2 separate regions of the Rattus norvegicus genome follow, and region 2 is linked to region 1. A link is a contact called in public Hi-C data. All regions are on one chromosome and are shown on one strand. The core of a region is the stretch at or near the end of the contact, and the rest is flanking DNA. Distances in the headings are between cores, read along the strand shown. Region 1 overlaps Wwox (WW domain-containing oxidoreductase). Region 2 has its middle 64 kb from the start of Dynlrb2.

The links. Hi-C and Micro-C count contacts between places; a contact is called where the count stands out from the background.
Region 2: a Hi-C map of mammary epithelial cells shows a contact between it and region 1, with 3 times the contacts expected there. The contact joins two enhancer-like sites. A contact is called at or near these places in 3 of 12 Hi-C or Micro-C datasets (the A7r5 cell line, Schwann cells and mammary epithelial cells).

What each region holds. Positions count from the first base shown.
Region 1 is chr19:59,895,763-59,902,254 of GRCr8, forward strand. The region is part of intron 8 of Wwox (WW domain-containing oxidoreductase); the gene reads left to right. Among named protein-coding and RNA genes, the nearest start is that of Trnal-cag16, 340 kb to the left of the region's middle. Within about 2 kb of position 2,434, at least 11 of the 93 cell types and tissues checked have an H3K27ac peak or open chromatin away from gene starts, as enhancers often do.
Region 2 is chr19:61,361,341-61,368,139 of GRCr8, forward strand. No RefSeq gene overlaps it. Among named protein-coding and RNA genes, the nearest start is that of Dynlrb2, 64 kb to the right of the region's middle. Within about 2 kb of position 1,556, at least 6 of the 93 cell types and tissues checked have an H3K27ac peak or open chromatin away from gene starts, as enhancers often do.

The DNA of each region.
Region 1 (6,492 bases), core at 1,184-3,683:
GACGCTAGCCCAGAGTGCAGACCGGCAAGCCTCAATTCTGTTTTCTCGTAAGATTTATTTTTTGTGTGTATGTACGTGTGCCCGAGTGAATTCATGTATGCTATGTATGTATGGGTACCTGTGAGGGACAAAAGAGGGTATCAAACCTCCTGGAACTGTAGTTACAGGCAGTTGTCAGCCACTCCTTGTGGGTGCTAGGAACTGAACTCAGGCCGCCAAGAGTTGTTACTGCTCTTAACTCCAGAGCCATCTCTCCAGCCCTTGTTTGCTTGTTTTTAAATTGTGTGTATGGGAGGGGAGGGGAGGGAGCAGTGACTATGAGCAAATGTATGCTGTGGTGCGCACCTCATAGGAAACAGGATCTCCCTAGACACTCACTGCTGCATAGGCTATGCTACCTGCCCTGTGAGCGTCTCATGGACCTTCTCTGCCCCCCATGTCCTGGTAGAAGCTCCTGCTTTGTGAATGTCTACACCACCTCACCTGCTTTGGATTGGCTTCTGAGGATCCAAGTGCAGGACATTGTTCTTGCACAGCATCTCCCCAGCGTGAAACAAACAAGCAAACAACCCTATTATCTTGTGTGCATGTGTCTGGAGGTCAGAGGACAATTTCTTGGAGTCTATTTTCACTCTGTGGATCCCCAGGGATGGGACTTGGGTCACATGGCACATGGCAAATACTTCCTGCTTGCCAAACCCAGGGCAGCTACTTCCTGTACATGCTAACACACTGCAGCTTGTTGGGGTGGTTACCACCAGCTACAGAGACGGCACTTCTGAGATTCAAGTCTGTGACTGTCTCGTCTCCCAATTTTAGCTTCTTACTGAGCTGAGCCTGAACCCCATGCAGCCTGCTTCCCGATTTACCCTTCCACCTCTCCAGAATCCTCTGCTGGATTCTTTTTCACTCTGGTTCTGGGTAACCAGTGATCCACCCCCATTAGGCCCCACCCCTGCTGAAGGCCCGTTTCATATAACCGGCTTAGCACTTGGTAAAGAATGAGGTGACAGCGAGGCCACAAGCTGATAAATACACTGGTATTTACCTAATGCCGGACCTCACTATGATTGATGTCTGTGTTGTTGAGCAGGGTGTCACATGTTCATGCTGTCATCCTGGTCTCGAGATGACTGTGAGGATGGGGCCAAGTCATTTCACAATTTGGGTGAGCGTTCCAAGCTTCTCGGAAGACCGACGCATTAGAAATTCGAAGTATGAAATTAAAGGTGCGATCTCCTAGTCATTTTACTTAGCACCTTCTGCATTGTGTCTTCTCAGCACATCAGGTGAGAGCCTCCTCCCCCTACTGCTCTCCCATGTGCAAACAAAGGCTTACAGAGAAGAGAGCACTTTGAAGGAAGATTTCTCTTGGAAAACCATATAACCGATTGCATTTGTGTCCCCAGCCAGGCCCGAGCCACTTCTGTCTTCTCTGTTGAAAGGTACTGATCCTGGGGCCTCCAGCACCAGCTCCAGGCTGGTTCTTTTAAGGGAAGCCCAGCAGTGTGTACTTCCCACAAGGTGGTTCTTGGATATGATATGATACCTTCCCCACCTCCCCACCTCCAGGCAGTCACCTGCTTGGTTCATTCCAAACCCGAGTTTAGATTCCCAGCTATTTTTTTTGGGGGGGGGGGAGTTGACAGGTCTGAGTTAAAGCGATGAACTTAATCCTCTCTTGGAATGCTGGAAGGAGTTTGTGGGGATCTCTGTAGCATCTAAAATTATCTGCCCTGCATATCCCACTATCGGGAAACAGATATGGCTCCGACAAGTCATCCTGATTTTTTTTTTTTTAAATAAAATTTTAAAGTCCTGAAAAGGCAGCTACCACCAAGCCTAGCTAACACCAGTCATTGGCTCTGTGGCAGGGTCTGTGTGCAACACTGTATAGTTGTACTATTCCTTACTTGCCTGGATAGACTCCACCACTCCACTTTTGGGCCCAGGAACCCAGAGCGCAGAGAATGGCAGCTGACCACACAGCTAGTAAGTGTTAGAGCCATAGTCAACAGCCAGATTTGGGAGCTCATCTCCTAATCAGGATAGCCGAGGCCCTGCTTGTTTGTTTATTATTTTAATTCCCAGGTAGCAAGTTGGTTGCAAAGGTTAGACCTTTGGCTCCACAGGATCGGAAAAGGAGAATCGGGAGGGGGAAAGGTTTGGGAATTGGGCAGGCATAAAGGTTGATCTGTCCCTTTCTTCATCTCCCGTGTTAGCTTAAAACCAAAGGCTCCAGATCAAGGAGCCCCTGCAGGGAGACTTTTCTAGCCAACCATCAATGCAGAGGGCCAGCATCTCTAAGGCGAGCACAGTTGAGAACTACAGCAAAAACAAGCTTGCTTTTCTCGTGGCCTGGACCAAGTGCTTGACTGGAGGCAAGTTCAGGGAAAGGAGCTCACAGTTCATGGCTTAAAGTCCATCTTGGCAGGAAGAGCACGCAATCCCAGAGCCTTACTCACCACCAGACGCACGGGCAAGCAGAGGGAGGGGAATGCTGTTGCTCAACTTTCTTTCTCTTTCCCCTTGGGGACTTCAGCCCAAGAGGTTGTGTCATCTACATCAAGAGAGGTCTTTTCTTTCTCACGTGCCTTCCCTGGAAAACCACCCTCACAGATAACACATAAATGTGTGCCTCAGAAACGCCCCCGTGGAAGCTTTCCTGGTGCTACCCTGGTGGAGCTTTAACAGAACCAAGGTGGTTTTGTTGTTGTTGGTTTGTTTTTTCCTTAGACCATGATGGCCCCAAACTCAGAGATCCACCCATCTCTGTCTCCCAAATGCTGATATTAAAGCAGTGTAACCACCACCACCACCCAGCCAAAACAAACTATTTTTAATAAATAAATGATGTTGACAGGGTTCTAGGTACTTCAGATCTTCGTCAGACCCTTAGAGGCCACAAGAGGCAGGTCCAAAGAGGAATCTTCATCCCCAGCCTTAGACGCTCAGGTGTCCACTCAATCACCACTTGGAGAGCATCCTTTCAATCATGCGGTAAATGGTTGATTTATTGAGATTGCACTTATCCTTTGGACATCAGAGAGAGCTAAGGGCTATAATAAAATACTAAATTCACCCAAACCAAAAGACCCCTGCACTAGCATGACTTCCATGGTATTGTGGAGAGGATGTTAAACAAGTAGACAAGCCAATATTACACAGACCACGGTGGAGTGCTGGACAGAAGGCTCAGTGCTGGACAGATGGCTCAGTGGTTAAGAACACCTGCTACTTGTCCAGAGGACCCAAGCAAGTGTGGTTCCCAGCATCTACATCAGATATAATGTCTGTAACTCCAGCCCCAGGAAATGATGCCTCCTTTTGGCATACACATACATGTGCACATAGCCCTTCCCCCCATATGCATATAATTAAAAATAGAATAAAAATCTTTAAATAAAAACATCAACCTGGACTAGAGAGATGGCTCAATGGTTAAGAGCACTGACTGCTCTTCCAGAGGTCCTGAGTTCAAATTCCAGCAACCACATGGTGGCTCACAACCATCTGTAATGAGATCCAATGCCCTCTTCTGGTGTGTCTGAAGACAGCTACAGTGTACTTATATATAATAAATAAAGAAATCTTTTAAAAAATTCAACCAGATAAGATGTGTGTGTGTGTGTGTGTGTGTGTGTGTGTGTGTGTGTGTGTTGAGGAACATGCTAAGGAGATGATATCTGAACAGAGGAAACAAGGCTCATCTGCAGTGGGAAGGACTGTAAGGGAGAGAATGTTCCTGGCCTGACTGCTCCAGGTATAGATGCCAGACTTGTGTCTTTCTCATTTAACACATTTACTTTTCCACTCTATACAAACGCTATTATTTAGTCTCTTACAAGGACATAGCTTTTATCTGTTAAATGATAACAATGAAGGTGATTACGGTGATGACAGCATGGCAGTGGGATCTGCAGATGACAGGTGGCTGGGCACATGGGTCAGTGGGTGAATTGCTTACTGGGCAAGCATAAGGATCTGAGTTTGGATCCTCAGTACCCATGTGAAAAAAGCTGGCATGGCCCCTCCTGTCTGTAAACCTAGCTCTGGAGAGGTGGGAGAGCATCACTGCCCCCAGGAACTTCATAGCCAGTCAGCCTGGCTAAACTGAGGCTACTTCTAACTTCAGGGAGAGACTCTGCCTCAAAGAGAATACTAGAGGACAGTAGAGAAGATACTTGGCAGACTTGTCCTCCACATGTGCACACATTGGCAGCACACCCACGCACTCGCACACCATGCACACACAGACAAACACCCCTACCCCCAACACAAACACACGATGGTTTTTTTAAAGACTAATTTTAATTTAATGTATTTATATCCCTGGATGTGAATGGAATGTGTGTATAGGTGCTTACCAGAGCCAGAAGAGGGAGTCAGATTCCCTGCAGCTAAGAGTTCCTGAGGAAACACTTGCATCAGCAAGCCTGCAATTTTAGTGTTAAGAGAGGAGGAGACAAGTGTTTCTTCAGGGACTGCAGCCCAGCCAGCTTCCCCTAATTGGTAAGCCTCCAGTCAAGGAGACACCCTGCCTCAAACAATCTGGTAGGTTGTTGAGGAACAACATCTGGTAGGATGGTGCTTGAGGAACAACCCTTGAGATTGACCTCTGCCTTCCGCATGTATGCATACATACACGTAAACATGTGTATATATAGTTACATAGACACACACACACACTGGGCATGTGTGCATGCACGTAAACATGTGTGCATGTGCTCACTTGTGCATACACACACACTCTCCCTCCCCCTGCCCCTTGTCCTTCTCTCTGTCTCTCTGTCTCTCTCTGTCTCTCTGACTCTCTCTCTCTGACTCTGTCTCTCTCTCTGACTCTCTCTCTGACTCTCTCTCTCTCTCTCTCTCTCTCTCTCTCTCTCTCTCTCTCTCTCTCTCTCTCCCCAGCAGCCTGGGAAGCTCCACCCTCACCCTACCCTGTCTCCATTGGCCATTTCCTGGTTTCTTTCCATCCCTCCACTTCTGCATCCTACTTTGTCAATTGTAATTTGAGGCATTTTGACGAGGTTATTTCGGAACTGCCGAGGCCTGACCTGCCATGATTTGACATGCCAGGGTTTATGAACATGTAATGCAGCCAGTTGTAAGATGCTTTTTAATTTTGTGTCCCACTAAGAAAGGGAATAAACGTCATCAGTTAAGCGGTGGCCCAAAGCTTTCCACTCTCCTAGGGTTCACTTTGTATCTATTAAGAAGGCATTGCCTCTTTCCGACGCAGCTTTATTACGTAGCCGGGCCATTGTCATACCTTTCTGCAAGTCTGGTGTTTAGATCGTAACCATAATCATAGTATGATCTTTCCAAAGACACTTCCAAAGTCAAGCTCATTGTGTGTAACATGAGCAGTGTACTAATTGACACCAAAATGGGAAACTGCGACTCAGACATTATCCCAAAAACCTGCACCTTCATATTGGCAAGCAATGGTTTTTAATGGCTGCATGATAGCCAGGGTGTGTGCCCCAGACTTAACATCACACATATAGATAATGCTGGGATTCTCCTGAGTTCTGTTACAGGACATGGGGCCCTGTCTGTGACAGGACACAGGGCCCTGTGCACAGCACGCTGAGGCAAGCAAGGTAGGTCTTGGCTGATGGGGACACACCTGGCCTTGAGGAGGAGGCAGATTTTGAGGTGCCACTGCAAAGAGAGAAAGTCAACAGGAGGACTTTGCACACACACACCGAGCCACATGTGAGGGGAGCATTTCTGCCAAGCAGACTATTCTGCACCAAAGCAAGGGCCCAGGCTGGGAGTGGGATCGTCTGGAATGAGTCTGTACAAGGTAGAAGGGGCTCAGGGAAGCAGAGAAGAGAGTTGACATTATTAGGCACCAAGGGTGTGCCTGTCATTCCCTGTGGGGCTCTTTGTTGTTTGTTTGTTTTGCAAAGACATGAATGCCTTCTAAATAAGCAGTGTTGGTGTCAGTGATGCAGGTGACAGTAAAGTCAGTTCTTTAATGTTGATGGTGACAATGATGACATCGGTAGTGACATGTTCTCAGGACTCAATTTGTCCCACACACTCTCCCTGGTTCTCTATGTGCAGTGATATGCAGAATCCGTCTGGTTCTCAGTCTACAAAGCGGGAATAAATAACAGTAACTTCTCCAAGGAATGTTTGTTAGGATTGAAAGGGTTCAGGCTAAGCACTGGGGTGAAGCCCTAACATTTGCCAGACCCTCAGTAAATGCCAACGGTCAGCACAGTCATTGATTGAGTGTGTGTGTGTGTGTGTGTGTGTGTGTGTGTGTGTGTGTGTGTATACATGTGCATCTAGGTTCATGCACACATCTGTGCGCATGTGTACACAGACCAGAAATTGACATCAGAGGTTGTTTTCTCTCTGTTGTGTTTTACTTTATTTTTGGAGACAGGGGCTCCCACTGAATCTGGTGCTAACCTGTTGACTAGGCTAGCTGGTCAGTGCTCTCTGGGGACCTGCTCGCCCTCTCCAGTCGCT
Region 2 (6,799 bases), core at 306-2,805, 1.5 Mb after region 1:
ACGAAACCACTGGACAGCTGCTGTTGCATCTCTACCTTCTGGGGTCTGGCTTGGGTTATGCATGTGTGATTTAGATTAACTTCAAAGCCTAGATTTAACATTCTTATGGACTCCATGCTCAGACATGGTTGTTCAAACATGAGAGCTAGCAGAGGAGGGGATTTACACTCCCCTTTTCTGTGAAGAGCATCTCAGGAGTCATTTACAGAATTTTTCCAGAAGCCCATGGCCTGATCCATAGCAGACACGCGAGAGATACACCCTTTGCCCTGTGTCTTTGCATGGCTGAATCCTCAAGGTTTTGAGCATCTCCCATGTAGGTAGAGTTGAGATTACAAATCTGCAAATAAGAAAGAGGAGGTGCAAGAGGAGGAGGGAAGAAAAACGAAGAGGAGGAGGAAGAAAAGAAGGTGGTAGGGGAGGAAGAAGAGGAGAAAGTGGGGGCATTAAAATATGTGGGGCAAGTGGGGTGCTGCCGAGTGTGTTTCTCACGCATCCCTGACAGCTGCCCATGAGAAAGGCATCATCAGACTCACAAGAGCTGCCAAGGAGCTGAGATGTCAGAAAAGGGAAGCTGCACAATCCTGGCCCCAGAATCCTAAATAGCCAAAGCCTGCCTAGACTCCAAACTCCTTGTTTGCATTTATCATCTTGTACCCAGGGCCTCACGTCTGGTCCGAACTGTTTCATCCCGTAATAGTCTTTGTCACCAACAACATCCAGAAAGAGGGAGTAAACAAGAATGCATGTGCCCTTAGCCCCTCTTGCCAGACTTAGACAGAGAGGAAAACATTCAGAGAAATGACACCAGAGCTCACCGGAAAGGGAGGGACGCACTTGCAGAGACAGAGGCCGAGACTCTACTGCAGACACTGCTGGCAGCTCTATGGGGGATGCTGAGTAACAACTCCAGTCTCTGACCCTCAGTCTCCTCATCTACAGTCTGAGTGTTTTGAGTACTCGGGACACATGAGCCCTCACCTCCAACACGTATGTCATCCTTGGCCCTATGTTCCAAATGGCAAGCTAAAATATGGGAATCGTGTATTTTTCAGGCCTTTAGCTCAGTACCCAACTCTGTCTCATTCATATAGCCCAAACCGGAGATTTTAGAAAACTTGACTCTATAGACTAGAGAAGTTCTCTGTGGTTTAGCTTGACTACTGCTCTAACAGAGGACCTGTCTGGCTTAACACACCCCTATTGGGCAGCTCACTCCCTCCTATAAAATAAGCTCCACTGGATTCATCTTCCTCTTCTGGCTTTCATGTACCGTGTGTGTGTCTGTGTGTGTGTGTGTGTGTGTGTGTGTGTGTGTGTGTGTGTGTGTGTGTGTGCATGCGCACGTGCGCATGCTCATGCGTGCAAGTGCAAATTGGAAATTTGAAAAAATTTAAAATAAAAATAAAATAAGGAAGCTTGAATGGAGGAGGGACAGAATACATCCCTGATCAGCTTCAGCCAAGTGAGGATCGTTCCGCAGTTTCTATTTGCCAAAGGAAAATTACATTCCACAACACCCAGAGGAGGAGGCGAAGGGAGGAAGCTGCTGCTTCCAATGAGGACTTCATTCCAGAAATCCCACATACTGGCCTCACAAGAGCCCTAGTGTGATAAAGAGATGACTATTTCGGATGAGAGGATCCAGTCCTCCGGGAGAGGTGGGAGGAGGACAAGGCCAGGGCTCACTCCCAGGGAAGTGCAGCTCAGCCCTCAATTGCGATATGTATTCTGCATTTCCAGGGTAATGACTTAGACCTGGGGAAGCCAAAAACCTGTCGCCATTAAGTATGTTTTCAATTGGGAAATGGAAGCACATAGGTCCTGGCAGCAAAACAGGAAAGCAAGTCTTCATTAGAGCTCGAGAGTTCACACCCACATCTGAGTCTGGCGGTGCAGTCGCTGCCAGGCCTGGCACAAGCTTGCTCCATCTCTGAGTCTCAGAATTCAGAATGTGAGGACACCATTTTCTCAGTAAATTTCCAGGTTTTAAAAACAACCACCAGGACATGGGAAACGGCTCAGTCAGTAAAGAGTTTGCTATGAAAGTATGATAAAACAAGCTCAACTCCCTCAGAACCTCTGTATGAGATCCAGGCACAGTATGGCATGCCTGTAATCTCAGCACAGGGGACGTGGAGATAGAGGCCAGCTGATTCAATGTGTGAGAAAACCTGTCTCAAAAACTAAGGTAGAGAACTACTGAAGTAGACACCTATCCTAGTTTCATTTCTGATGCTGTTTATATCCTGAACAGAAAACAACCAAACCAAACCAAAATGAGCAAACAAAAACAAACAAACAAAAACCCCAAGGAGGTGAATGGGTCTTATACTTCCAAACTGTAATTCATTATTTTTGGAAAGTCAAAGTAAGAATGTACGAGCCAAGAGCGAACAATGAATGTATCCTTGCTTCTTTGCCCTCAGCCAGCTTTTTCCTCTGTTATATTTTCAGGAGTTGTTGCCTAGGGGATGGTACCACCCACAGTGAGCTGTGTCTTCTACATCACTAATAAAGATATAATGTCATAAACAAACATGCTTAGAAGTCCACCTGACCTAGATTATCAGGTGATTCTAGGTGTGTCAAGTTAAGACCTACCTAGCTCAGTACCTAAAGTCAACCTCTAGCCCAAACACACACACACACACACACACACACACACACACAAGCAAACACGTAACATAGATATCACAAAAGCCTGACATGAAATCTGTTATTTCCATTTTCAACTGAATAAATGTTTTTCCTAACCCTGTCATTTCTGAACCCTCTACCCATAGCCTCAACCGTCCACCCATGAGCCTAGGAAGACAGAACTGAACACCCATGTGAGTCTCTAATACTATTTCTTGTATATCCTATAATCATGGTAGAATGACATTGGACTGTTGTGTCCTTTTCCCCCCCCAAGCTCTGCCCATCACTATATCTCACTCTTTCCCTCCTTCCTAGAACATCCCGGGAAGAACTTGATCTATGGAGTCAGGCAACAATGGCCATAGTCTGGGTCCTCATGTTGTTTCATATCTCAGTAACTTTCATTCTTGGTGAAATAGAAAATGTATGGAAAGACCATAGTGTGCAGTTGTCTGAAATTGGTCCATTCCTATCAGTCCTCTTTCTAGAATGTTCTTTTGGAATATGACAATTGCTGCTGGGCAACATTTGTGATGGGGTACGGGATTCCAGGTGGCTTAAGGTCAGGCTCCTGAGAGACCTGATAACCATAATAGAACTTGATGGCTTCATCTAGAAGAAAGGTGACACTTTGACAAAGCATGGGAAAGCAGAATAAATGTTGGGACATCAAAATTATGTGGTAATGGGTGAGCTCAGGGTTTGGTCCTTGGGCATAGAAATAGGATCAAAAATACAGATCATTGTAAGTTAGCTTATCTGTTTGGTAAGGTATCCCTTCTTTCCTGAAACCCTTCATCCTATCATTCTGCCCCTTTCCATTCTGTCTGGGAGGCAGAAAGGGATATCCTGAGAGTCTAGGCTCCCATCCCTATATGCTTTGGTTCATCAGGAACCTCTACAAGTGGGGAGACCTGAATCAGTATGAGGTGGTGCCCTGAATATGTGAGAGCTACTCAAAACCAGTGCCTACTCATTGCCCCCCGAGAAGCTCACCCAGTTTCAGCATCCCACTGACCAGATCTGCCATTCTGGCAGATCCCAGGGCCTCCACTCATCACAGACATCATCATTTAGGGTTGTCTGCAAATATGCTGCCTCCCCTTTCCCCTTGGGTCTCACAACCCACATCTGAGAATGATCCAAATAAAAACTATAGTGGAAGAGCCCCTTGGAGCAAAAGCTACCCTGAATGCCTGGGCAGCCCTGGCCAGCATGTTGGTTCCCATTTTCCACCCACCCCTGAATGCATGGGCAGCTTGAGTTGGCGTATATGCTCCCATTTCCAGTCCCTATGGCCTGCTTCTTAAATGTTTGTTTCCATAAAGGAAACACAGAAAGGCCTTAAGATTTCTGTTCTCTACTGTGCCCAAGGTAGCACTCATACAGCAAGGGATTGAACGGGGAAGTTGGTGTGTCCTCTGTGGGTCCCTTAGGGGCAAATCTCTCAGAGGCACACAAAGCTTTCCTATAACTCCTTTGAGTTATGCCTTAGGAGTACATGTCTCCCATCCCCCGTCTGCAAGATTTCCTTGTTTTTCTCAAAGTCATTTACTGATGCCTGTAGACTGACTGATGTTCTAGTCTCCATTCTGATAACACACCCTGATGAAAAGCTGTATTGGGGAACAGAGGGTTTATTTGGCTAATCTTCCAGGTCATGGAGCATCACTGAGTGAAGTCATGGAAGGAACTTGGCAGGAAAGCAAGGCAGAAACCTTGAAGGGATGCTGCTTCGGGCTCACTCGGTCTCATGCCTACCTGGCCTTCTTATGCCTGGGTAGGGCCTTGCTCAAAATGGGCCAGGTTCTCCTACACTAGTTAACAAACACGGCAGCCCCCAACAGAGACATGCCCACAGGCTGGTCTGATTTGGAAAAGTCCTCAACTGAAGTCTGTGTCTTTTTGACAGTTAAAGCTAACTGGGGCACTTCAGAACAACATAAACAAGAAAACAGAGAAGTGATGCACAAAAAAAAAAAAATAGGAAGAATAAAGGGTGAAAAATAATTACAAAAGGATAATTGTAATAGCTTTTTCTCATTGCATAAGGGACCAAGGATCATGGATCTCTAGAGTCCCAAATACAAGTAACATTTCCGCTGCTAATTTCTTCTCTGGGAACATGGCTTCACCTTCATAAACTCCATGGGGAAAATTAGATCCCGTGAGAAGGAAGGACTTTGCTACTGGTGTTACCTGTTAGCCCACAGAAATACAGAAAGACTCCAAAACACATGCTCACAATGAAAAAGAAGACATACAGCCTGCTTCCTGGATGGCCAGTGTCTATGTATCTCATGTGCTCTGAGAAACTTTTCCCTTTGTATCTGATCCCCTGTATCTCACACATGTGCATGTGCGCATACACACAGAGTGACAATCATCTTCTGGGCATAGATACTAAGATCTCTGGCATGTTTGTCTTCAGAAAGTTAGTGAAGACATTTTAAAGGAAGCCTATGGCAGAGATAGACACCCCTATCCTGCTGGGACCCAGGAAATTCTTTGGACAAAGGTGACAAACTTTCTCTGCTAAAGGTTGTATAATAAATAAATATTTCAGGCAGGCATTGCTTACCCAATAGTCACTATTGAAACTACTGAACTCTGTTTCTGTACCAAGGAAACCAAGCAGGAAGCAGACACAGAACTATTGGCTAAGTTTCAATAAAGCTTTAATCGGTATGGTTAACCCCAACAGTTAACTTGATGGTATTTAGAATCACCATGGAAATGAACATGTAGCTACATCTGAGAGTGAGTTTCTAGACTTGGTACCAGTGAGGTGGAAAGACCCTCCCTGAGTGTGGGCAGCAGCACCACATGGGCTCAGATCCTGGACTGAATAAAAAGGAGAAAGCAAGCTAGGCATTCGCATCCATCTATCCTTGCTTCCTGTCTACCAGTGTGGTGTGGTTAGACACTTCCTGTTTCCGTTACTGAGCCTTTCTAGCCTTGATAGATTATGCCCCTCCCAACTTTGCTTCAAAATAAGCTCTGCTCACCTTATGTTGGTTGCTTCTAGTCAGATATTTGGTCACAGCTGAGCAAAATGACACATTTGTAGCCCAGGAGGTGATTACATTTGGCTCTGAGTTTGCCTACAATTTGGTGGGAAGATTTAGAACGCAGGAGAGACAGATTGATGGTCACTCCATACTGGAAGCTAAACTCCTCTTCAGAACCCTGGATTCACTCACTCATTCATTCATTTGCTCATTAATTCACTCATTCATTAATTTGCTCATTCATTAATTCACTAACTCATTCATTTCCTCATTCATCATTCACTCATTCATTTCCTCATTCATCATTCACTCATTCATTTCCTCATTCATTAATTCACTCATTCATTCACTCACTCATTCATCTGTTTGTGGTACTGTAGATTGAACTGAAACCCTGGCTCATGTATTCAAGCTAGGCTTTATCACCTAGGAATGTCCCAAACATTTATTAATTTTTTTTTCTTTTGAGTCAGGCTTTCACCAAGTTGCCCAGGCTGTCCTCCAACTCCTTCTGTTGCCAAGGCCGGCCTTGAATTTGTGATCATCCTGCCTCAGCCCCTACCAGAAGTACCTGAGCTTACTAGACTGAACCACCTGGCTCAGATGGCCTAACTTAATCTAACCAAGGTCTCTGCTTTAACACACAGCCCCTGATAGAATCGTGGCTACAATTAGGTTAAGTGGAGAAAAAAATTCCCCTTTCTCTCTAAGCAAGTCTTTCAAAATTACCAGCTTCACCCCAGTTCTCTAGCTGCCATCTCAGGAGAAGGAGTCTCACTGATATGCCAGAGAAATGCCACGAGTGCGGGTTCTGGGGGCACCCTGCTCCTGTTAAGCACCCTAGCTGGCACACACACACACACACACACACACACACACACACACACACACAGAGCCAGAAAATGATTTATTAAAGACTCTAAGATAAATGCCGATAAAGAATTCAAATAGAGAAAGCCTCGTGACATCTGCACAGGGGGAGATGAGACACTGATTAATAAGGAAAGGGCCTGGGCTACAAATTCAGACTCCCTTCTCCACCCGTGGGAGGCGGCACCCAGAGAAAGCCCATCTTGTCTTCAAACAGCCTTCCCAAGCGGGATGATAAAATATACTTCTAATAACCGGAGCCGTTCCACACCGTT